Linked DNA regions of Oryctolagus cuniculus: region 1 is linked to region 2. A link is a contact called in public Hi-C data. All regions are on one chromosome and are shown on one strand. The core of a region is the stretch at or near the end of the contact, and the rest is flanking DNA. Distances in the headings are between cores, read along the strand shown. Region 1 has its middle 19 kb from the start of IGIP. Region 2 holds the start of PURA (purine rich element binding protein A).

Evidence for each region. A called contact is a pair of places that touch in the nucleus more often than the background predicts.
Region 1: a Hi-C map of an unstated tissue shows a contact between it and region 2, with 2.6 times the contacts expected there. The contact joins the enhancer-like site here to the promoter of PURA in region 2. A contact is called at or near these places in 3 of 6 Hi-C or Micro-C datasets (ear pinna, psoas muscle and an unstated tissue).

Annotation. Positions count from the first base shown.
Region 1 is chr6:27,802,669-27,807,989 of mOryCun1.1, reverse strand. No RefSeq gene overlaps it. Among named protein-coding and RNA genes, the nearest start is that of IGIP, 19 kb to the right of the region's middle. Within about 2 kb of position 2,594, at least 1 of the 8 cell types and tissues checked has an H3K27ac peak or open chromatin away from gene starts, as enhancers often do.
Region 2 is chr6:27,763,395-27,768,526 of mOryCun1.1, reverse strand. PURA (purine rich element binding protein A) reads right to left here and starts at 3,113. Exons shown (of 2, transcript XM_051843455.2): 1 at 2,989-3,113. LOC127490514 (a long non-coding RNA gene) reads left to right here and starts at 2,573. Exons shown (of 4, transcript XR_011389766.1): 1 at 2,573-3,706; 2 at 3,821-3,990.

The sequences.
Region 1 (5,321 bases), core at 1,345-3,844, 40 kb before region 2:
TCCTGTGATTCCCTACCCTGGCTTGTGATTCTCCAAGAACCCACGGGTGTTACCATTAGGACAGCAGGAGCCAGGCTTATCTTCTGCACCGTTTTCCCAGCACCTGGCACTCCCCAGGGCCCTGCACACAGTAGGTGCTTAATGCACATTTGGGGAAGGAATAAAATGAGTATTAACTCACTCCACCAGACACTATGAGCCCTGGGAGGGTGGAGACTACTTCGTGTTTATTTTTGTATCTCCAACTTTCAGCCGAGTCCCTGGCACAAAATAGGTAGTCACTAAACTATTTAGGACAGAAGACTGGCTGGATTCAAGGAGGGCCAGGAGAAACCTCTGCAGGCCTGCTAGTGAGACTCTGTCTCTTCCCCTTCCCCTTCCCCCACCTCTGAGGCATGGAGGACGTGGCCTTTTCCAGGGAGCTCTCCTGGGAACAAAGGGGGTCCCCACAAGAACCGAGAAGGCAGAGACCAGTGCTGACTGGCGAAGGTGGACGGTGAGGCCTCAGGTGGGCTGAACTAGAGCCAACCCTCAAAGCCAGCCACTGGGCTGGGGTGAACTGGGCAGCTCTGTGGGAGCCACACCCCCTTAGTGCTCAGCTCAGAGAAAACTTGAGCAAGATCCAGAGGAGGAGTCGAGGCCAGGGCCAAAGACCACGGTCACCCTGTCAGTTCCTCCCTGCAACTTGCACCCCAAAGCTGGGACTCCCACAGGGGCCGCTCTTTAGGCGGGAGGGTCTCTCCAGGCCATGCTGGGCTCTGGACTTGAGGCCATTCCTCGCCTTGCCTCTGTAAGCTAGAAAGTCCCAGAGACACACCCGGGAACCACAAGGCACAGGGATCCAGTGCTGGGCTTGGAGTAGACCATGGGCTGGGCGTCAGCACTGTGTCCTGGCACTGCACAGGCACTCGGGCCTCTCACCCTGAGGTTGGTTGTTGGGCCCACCTTCCACATCTGGAAGACCTGAGGCAGCGGCAGGGGGTCTCCCCTGACCCGGCCGCACATATTCTGGCTTGAAAGCCACTTAAGTGGTAAACTGTCTTGGGGACATCTTGGTGGGCATGGCCCACCCCCATAAGGACCCACTTTTTCCAGGATTGGACTATCTGCCCAGCACCCATGACAGAATGACTGGCACTCCGAGTGGAGACACCTAATGCTGAATGTCAAAGCTTATGTGCAGCTGGAAAATTCATTTAACTCTTTCGGCCTGCAACCTGCCCTGCCCCCAATTTAACAAAACCAAAACAAAATGTGGGAGACTTAATAGCAGGCAAGCAGAGTGGGCGTTACAGCATTTACCCACGATGGACATGTCAAGGGCTTTTTTTTTTTTTTTTTTTAAAGGTTTAGCCCTAGCTCTGGCAGATTTGACTACAGGTAGAGATTTGGGTTACAAGGAATAAGATTTTTTTTTTTTTTAATGAAAATGGTATCTTATCAAGGGAAGATCCCCAGCAGCGCTGAGGCTCTGAGGTGGAGTGAATGGGGTGGGGTGGGGTCTTGAGCCACCTGAGACATGTGAAAATAATTGCCCCAGAGAGGAGATTCCCCCATGTATTTTTTAAAAAGATTTATTTATCTATTTAAAAGTCAGAGTTATACAGAGAGAAGGAGAGGCAGAGAGAGAGAGAGGTCTTCCATCGGCTGGTTTACTCTCCAGATGACCTCAAGGGCCGGAGCTGAGCTGATCTGAAGCCAGGAGCCAGGAGCGTCTTTCCGGATCTTCCATGTGGGTACAGGGGCCCAAGGACTTGGGCCATCTTCTACTGCTTTCCCAGGCCACAGCAGAGGGCTGGATCAGAAGTGCAGTAGCAGGGACTCAAAACTGGTGCCCATAGGGGATGCCGGCACTGCAGGCAGCGGCTTTATCCCAAAAGCCACAGCAACACCCCTCCATGCACTTGTAAAAACCTGTTTTTAATTTTTTTTTTTTTTCCTGTTGGGGATGGTGTTGTGGTATGGCAGGCACCCAGCATCCCATATGTGCCCCAGTTCAACTCCTGGCTGCTCCACTTCCGATCCATTCCTGCTAATGTGCCTGGGAAAGCATCAGAAAATGACCAGTGCTTGGGCCCCAGCACTCACGTGGGAGACCGGGAGGAGGCTCTTGCTCCTGGCTGCTGATCATCCCAGCTCCTGCCATTGTGGCCGCTGTCAAGCGAACCAGCAAATGAAAGATTCATATTCTCTCTCTCTTCTCAATGTAAATTCTGCCTTTCAAATAAATGAATCTTAAAATTTTTTTTTCCGTGTTGTTTTCCTTTACAATCTAAGACAGGTGTGGACGCCCGGGCAGGTGGCCGGTGTAGGCGACGCGGGCTCTAACAGGTGCGGCGCGTGTGCGCACGGCCTTCCGGCTCTGGGTCTCTACCCACGCACCAGGCCCGAGCCTGAGCCCGAGGGCGCAGAGACGGCGTGCGCTCCGGCGGCTTCGGAGGGGGAGGAGACACAGGGAAACTGAGCTGCGTCTTCCCGGCCTTCTCCTGAAATTCCAGCGTCCTTCATTCCCTGCACCCCGGGTGCGGCCTACTCAATCACCAGCCCCGAAATCGGCGCGGCCGCGAGAGCTGAGCAGGGCTGCCAACAGAGCCAGAGGAGCGGGAAGGGAGCGCGGGGAGCCGCCAGGCAATGCCCCGTGCGCGCGGAGCCGGGCACGCTTATGGCCCTGCCACCTGCGCGGGCACGCGGCGACTGCACCCGACTCCCGGCTTGGGCGCAGGGAGAGATCCCGCCGGCCTCAGGGCGGGATGGAAGTCGTGGCCCCTCCGGGCGGCGGCGGCACAGAGAAGCGTCTTCCTGGGCTCTGCCTCTCCGAGCGAGCGCAGAGCGAGCGCAGTGCGGGCGCGCCCGGCGTCCGAGGAGCCGGCGGGCACCCCGATCGCCCCCTGGCGGCGTCAGGGACACGCCGGGGACTCGCCAGGAGCCGCCGCCGCCGCGGAATGAGCTGTCCACAGCAGCACTGGGCGCCGCCCGAGGTCACGCAGGAATCTGGCTGGGGACTGGGAACTGGGGAAACGACGGAACAAGACAGCTATAAGAGCAGGCCCTCGGGTCCCGTGTGGGCTTCTCCACTAGTGTGACGACTGACACCAGAGGGCTCATCCAGAGTGGCCCTCTCTCCCCTTGCCCAGTCTGCCTGGAAAGGGGAGCTTCCCTGTCTCTCGTCCTCACCCTTTCTGAAAAATGTACCCGCATCTCCCCTCCTCCTGCAGTGCCCGACAATGGCAGCCTTGGCCAGCTCGGCCACACCCCGGGCCTGCCACACCCGCAGAGCTGTGAGGCTGTGCCAGGAGGTTTTAAGAAAAGAACGGCATTCACCACCGCTCCCTGGGTGCCCGCTGGGAGCCTGGCCCTGCCCTAGGCCTTACTGGAGGCAAAAGCTTTTGACCTCTGGGTGCTCCCAGTCTCAGGAGACAGACACATCCAGAGATGGTGGGCACAGCAAGGGCCAAGCAGCAGGAGTTGGGGGGGTGTGCAGCATGGTGGGGCTGGCTGGAGCATGAATGCTGGAGCTAAGTGGACAGGATTTGGAAAGCCCCCACTGCAGCTGAGGGGAGGGCCACACCAGAGGCCCTGGGAAGGTCCGGCTTCTGCACGGGAGGGGCCAGGGAGCAAGAGCTGCAGGCTGCAGTGCTGGCTGGGGCAGGGGGGTCCTGAGTGGTGCATGTGCAGGTGGGGAAGCAGGGGAGGGGGGATAGAGGAGGGAAGGGAAGGGCTCAGACTCAGAGGGTTTTCTCTTGGAGGAGGAAGCCTGGGTCATGGCAGGGGAGAGGGAGCAGCTGTAGGCTAAATCCAAAGGCAAAAAGATTACAAAGAGGGAAGCAGTGGCTCCAGAAAGCTGGGGCAAGAAGGAAGGACAGAAAAAAAGAAAAACAAACAAACAAAACCAGGGCTGGCCGGCACCGCAGCTCAATAGGCTAATCCTCTGCCTGCAGTGCCAGCACCCCAGGTTCTAGTCCCGGTCAGGGCGCAGGATTCTGTCCCGGTTGCTCCTCTTCCAGGCCAGCTCTCTGCTATGGCCCGGGAGAGCAGTGGAGGATGGCCCAAGTGCTTGGGCCCTGCACCCGCATGGGAGACCAGGAGAAGCACCTGGCTCCTGGCTTCAGATCAGCGTGGTGCACCGGCCACAGCGGCCATTGGGGGGTGAACCAATGGAAAAGGAAGACCTTTCTCTCTGTCTCTCTCTCTCACTGTCCACTCTGCCTGTCAAAAAACAAAACCAGGGCTGTCAGAAACCAAAAGGCAGGAACCTGTGTGAGACCAGCAGGGAGCATGAGGGCCTCTGAACCGCCAGCCCACCTAAGCTAGTGGGCACCTGCTTCACCTCCCAGTCCATTTTCCCTATCACAGACCTCTCATGTAACTGGGGAGACGCCTTCCCACTGAGCCTCTGGCTTTGTACAGAAGATGTAGCAAACCTGGAATGAAACTTTCAGGCCTTGCTGTGCTCTCCTGCCCCAGTCTGTCCAGGGACGGTCTTAGAGCTATGTCTTATGCCCAACTGTGACTACCAAGAGCCATGGTTCTGGCAGTTGGAGACAGACCACTGGTTCCTGTCTCAGCAGTGTGCCTCCCCACCTTGCCTCAGCTTCCAGGGACAGGACTGTTTCACAGTAACCTCCCAACCAGACTAGGGCAGGCCCTGAAGAGGCCATGGGTCCAACCTGGCAGGCAGAGACTGCACAGCCCAGACACTCAAGTACTGGGCATGCAGGCACCTCCAATGAGGAGGGCTGTGGCTACCCAGATGAGGAGCTGGGAGAGTCACGTGACCAGAGCCAGCAACCACCAAGAGCCTTTGGGCAATGGGCATCCCCTGCAACTCAGCTGCCAGACAGGAGGGCTGTGCCATGCTGGTCAGATGTGGCAGCCTCAGAGGAGGTACAGTGTGGACAGCCATCACTGTCACCAGACCCTGCCATAGGGGCCCAGGAAGCATCACTTGGAAGAAGAGTCTTTGGGGCCGGTGCCACGGCTCACTAGGCTAATCCTCCGCCTGCGGCACCGGCACCCCGGGTTCTAGTCCTGGTTGGGGTACCAGTTGCTCCTCTTCCAGTCCAGCTCTCTGCTGTGGCCCATGAGTGCAGTGGAGGATGGTCCAAGTCCTTGGGCCCTGCACCTGCATGGGAGACCAGGAGGAAGCACCTGGCTCCTGGCTTTGGATAAGTTCAATGCACCAGTCGCAATGCGCCAGCCGTAGCGGCCACTTGGGGGGTGAACCAACAGAAAAGGAAGACCTTTCTCTCTGTCTGTCTGTCTGTCTCTCTCTCTCTCACTCACTGTCTAACTCTGCCTGTCCAAAAAAAAAAAAAAAAAAA
Region 2 (5,132 bases), core at 1,864-4,363:
AATACACAAACATGTTGATAGAATAGAGACTGCTTTATTTTTAATCTCACTAATAACACTCTCACCAACAAAAAATTGTGCACAAGGAAACAGACATAAGAGAACTGGAAGAATCAGCCTCAGTTTTCCTCAGCCTTCACTGCATGTGATTCTGAAATAATCTACTTCAGCTTTGGTTTTTTAAAGTAAAAATCAACACCCATTAATAAAATCAACGTGGAGAGAAGGTATCTACCTCTGAGTAGTAAGCCGTTTTGATTATAGAGCTCCCAGCAGAAACCATATGCTGATTAATATTTCACAAAAGCACAAATTTTCAAAATAAAAGAGAACATTAGAACTTGTGTTTTCAAGTGCTAGTGGTTAGATGCTAGTCTTAAAACACACAATTAGCTTAAAGACCCAAGCCATTAGAACTAACTAGTTTGTTGTACCGCAAATGTTTAAAGTGTAGGAATCATCCATCTCTTCTCTCAGCTGTCTTCCAAGAAAATGAAGGGAAACTCTCAAGTAAATCTTAGCGTCTAATAACAACACGATCTAATAATACCAGCATTTCACTTATCATTCTAAAACCATGTCCCCTTCTTATTGTTCACTAGTCTTGAAAATTATGTTTCTTCAATGGTATTCCACTGTTTAGCATTTCTGAGAAGAATTAATCATTTAAAATTTGAAGGTAACCTTCGCATTTCCCGAATGTTTTCATTTTAAGCATTTGCAGAATTAAATAAATGTAGTACACACTCTAAATTCGATAAAAGATTCACAGAACCCGACATCTTATGAACTCAAAAGATGCAAACAGCATCGATGCAAATGTCAACAGTACTCTCTCTTCTGGCTGACACTTATATGGTTTTACTAGTACGGTACTCAAAGAATGAGATCAGCAACTTCGTCCATACTCTAGTCAACACTTCAATTTCCAAAGCCGCAATCCGAAAAACGTCAGTTGGGTGGGGGCCGCTGGGGGCGGGTGTCTTGAAGTAACCCAAAAATTTCCTTTCTCTTCTGACAGTCTACCAAAGATATCAAACCGAATCCAACCAAATCCAGCCGACTGCAAAGCACTGGCGCTTCCCTTCGAAGACACGGTTTCGAAAAGCGACCCAAAGCTACTGACAGGAACATAAAGGGTCGGGACGAGAACGAACGAGAACCCTCCAGAGGGTCCCACAGTGACAGCCGAAATGAAGGTGGCATTTATTCAGAAGCAGACGGCTACGAACCAAAAAAAGTACCCCAGCCAGCCTCGTGGGCCTCTCCACACCCAAGTTCAGATGCATTTGTGGGGTCCTTTCCTACAAACACCACAATCCGCCTCGGAGGTCCCCTGTCTCTTAAAGCAAAGACCCTCCGGCTTCACATCCGTTCCTCTCGCCCCCCGCACAAAGGCAGAGGCGGCGATAGAGCTGACCTAGCGCTGTGGGGCAGCAAAAATGCCGTGTTCCGGCCACCCATCCTTGGGCCTGGCTTCATCTGCGCCGTCAGCACCAACGTTTTTTTTTTTTAGTTTTGTTTTGGACAACGCATCCTGGGCGAGCGTATGCATTTGGGAGGGGAGGGTGGCGAACAGAGGAGAGGAGAGGTTGGTAGTGGAGCTTACAACATAGAACCCTCCTTCCTCTTCCCTCCTTCCAGGGTGGCCGTGCAGGGAGTGTCGGCCACGTCTAGCGCACTATTCCAGGCCCCGGGACGAAGGTGGCCTGGGGAAGTGGGGCTCAAGGATTGCTAAACAGACGGCATCACTGGTGGTCTCCAGTGCCGGCGCAGGTGGGACTTTTTTTTTTTTCTACCAAAAATGGGTGGTGTTATTTTTATTTGTGGGGGAGGTGGTTGGGGTTCATTCGTTCGTCACTGCGGGTGTGTGTGTGTGTGTGGGGGGGGGTGATGTTGCTGCACTGCCTGGGCCCCGAGAGGGGAGGTACGGGGATGTCTGCAATGGTACAGTCATCATTCCTCAGCGGAGAGGGCAATTAGAGGGGACGGGGTGGGCGGCACCTCGAGCTGTGGCCGCAGGGAAGGTCGCGAGGGGCTTACCCGGGCGGGCGGGCGGGCGGGCGGGCGCTGTCCTGCCGCAGGTGAGGGAGGGCGCGCGCGAGGCGGGCGCTAGGCCGGCGCGAGGACGGGGGGAGGGGAGGAGGGCGCGCGCGCGCACACCTGTCCTGGACAGCGGCGCGAGCCGAGCTGCGCCTCACTCGGGCTCTGCGGGCTGAGGGAGGAGGGCGGGCTGGCAGGCGGGGGCGGGACGCCGAGGGGAGGAGGAGGAGGCGGCTCGGATGGCTGGCTCGGCTCTCGCTCGTTCTCCCTCCCGCGGGCAAGCCCGGCGCACGCCCTGCTTCTCCGCTCACTCACAGCCTCTCAGGCTCTCCCTCCTCCTCCTTCCCCTGCGGGATCCGCTCGTCGCCGCTGCCGCCGCCGCCGCCGCCGCCGCAGACGGCAAGTCGTGGCAGCCAGACGTCGGCGCGTAACCCGGCGCTCCGTGCGTGACTCCGGGCGACGTCAGCGCGCGCTCGGCGCTCGGCGCTCCGCACCCCCGCCCCCGCCGAGGCTCGCGCCCTCCGCTCTCGCGTCGCTCCGTTTCGGTTGCCGCGGCGCCGCCGCCGCCGCCGCCGCGCGCGCTCCCTCCGTGCCCCCCCGCCCGCCTCCCGCGCGTGAGCGCGCCCTCGCAGCCTGCCTTTGGCGCGCCAACATCCCGCGGCCCAGGCCTTGAGGCGCGTCTGAGGAGGGGGCCGTCTTGTAGTCTCTCTGCCCGCACTTCCTCGGTCCACCACCCGCAGCGCCCCGAGGAGCGCCGCTCCCTGGGCCGGCCGCTGAAGGCCGAGGCCAGCCTCAGGCGGGGATGGAACCCCGTAGGGCCTGCGCCAGCCCCGACTTAGGGCCCTCGGCGTCGGCTGCGGCAGCGCGGCCACCCCGTCCCACGCCCTCCCTCCGTCCCGGTCTCTCAGGGGGCAGCAAGCCTTTCATCTCCCGGGAGGGTCTCACCTTGGCCTTCGGACACCCGCCGGGAGAGGCTGCGAGAGCAGGATTTGCATAAAGAAGAAAGGCTAGACCTCGCTTGGGCGGTAGCCCCAGGAATCCCTGACAGGAAGTGTGGGGTTGCTGCCCAGCCTCCCACACAGTGTAGGTGAAGCTGGGCCCCTTTGAGGGAATGTGACTAAGGACGAAACCCTGATAAATATTATTTATGTGTCCTTGGGCCAAGAGGAAGAAAGTAAAAAGGGATGAGTTAATTTTCATAAAATGCTGTACAAGGACGAGGTGCGGAACTGTAAAATGTCCTTTCAGACAGTTTCTTGAGTTCCTGGGCAGTTTGACGAGATTTTTGGTGCCAGGTAACTTTTCCTTGCCTTTTATGCTGTCGCATGTCCGTCCTTCAACACCACGTCGGTAGAAGTAACGTGGATGGGCTAATAATTCTCTACTGCAAAATAAAAAGAACCGTCTTCACCATCTTTATAATTTAAAGAGATCCTCAAGAGGCCAACCTGTGGTTTAGGAACATACTCCCAAACTTTAAAACTGCCTGTATCTTATTTTGGAGTTTTTCACAGGTACATCGCAAAATCTCTTTTAGTAGGCAAAAGTCGACTTTTAGACTCGCTTGTTGTAGGGCATTTTCCAAGGAGCCTCTCTAGTGACAAGTTGGAGGAAAGTGTCATTAATCCCATCTTGTGGATGAGCAAAACTGAGTTACCAAAATGTAAGTTTGCTCAGGTTTTCAAGGGGTCTGTCAATGATGGAAGGAAAAAGATTAGGTCTGTTTATCACTTCCTTTGTCCACTAACCCAGAAATCCCTCAATTGTTTTCTTTCAGGTATCTTGACTCGCTCTTAACTGTTATAGGTGATTGCCTAATGGCTGAAAAGAACCACAGGGAACTCAAAAAGGTTTAAGTTTGGAATTTTCTGCCATAGAAAATTGCAGCTCCACTATAAAACATTCTGAAACAATCCAGCTAACAGCAAAAATGAATGTCAGTTGCAGGTGAGAAAAATTTTCAAACTGTCTTCCACGTGATAGGTCATTTCCTTTGAACTGCTTTTTTATTCACCTCATCTTTAGGTGGCAGCACTACTATATAAATAGCTTTAAAACTACTGTCTCTGCAGCTTGCTATTCTGTTTTTCCCTAAATGTTTCCAACTGTATTGTGGAAATTAGAAATTAGTGAAAATATGAACACATAGCTGGGAATTAGAATAGTTGGGAATTTATAGAGAAGGGAAACCAGAAAAGCTATCTGAGACAGTAATAAAATACATCAAGAAAATCCACCCCCCCCCATTACTTTTAGCTGCTTTAGGTGCAAGTAACCTTATTTTTTTCTAATTAAAAACATCTTAGTTGATATGCAATAATTGTATTTATTTATGGGGAACAAGCTGACATTCAGATACATGTGTAAGAGATATAATGATCAGATCAGGGTAGTTGGTATACCCATCACCTCAGATGTTTATCATTTCTTTAGGGAACATTGAAAATCTTCTCCACCTATTTTGAAATGTTCAACCAGTTGTTGTCAACCATAGTTATTCTACTGTGCTGTAGAGTAGTAGAAGTTACTCTTCCCATCAACTACACTGGCAATTATGAATAGTACTACAATAAACTTGCAAGTGCAGAGGTTTTTTTGACATGATGATTTCTCCTTCTGGGGCTCTGGTAATCATTATTCTTACTTCTCTGAGATCAACTTTTTGACTTTCATATGTAAGTGAAAAGATACAGTATTTGTCTTTCTGAGCTTGACTTATTTCACTTAACATAATGTTCTCCAGTTCCATCCATGTTGCTACAGATGACCGAATTGCATTCCTTTTTATGTCTGAATAGTATTCCATTGTGTGGATATACCACATATTCTTTATCTATTATTCATCCAAACCTAGGTTGATTATCTTGGCTATTATGAATTATAAAAATGATCCTTGAAAGTAGTCTTTATCTTGGCAATTATGAATAGTACTACAATAAACTTGCAAGTGCAGAGGTTTTTTTGACGTGATGATTTCATTTCCTTTGGATGTAAACCCAGCAGTGGAACTGGAATGATAGCCCATGTGACAGTTCTATTTCTAGTTTTTTGAGTAACTGCTGTACTGTTTTCCATAATGGTTATACTAA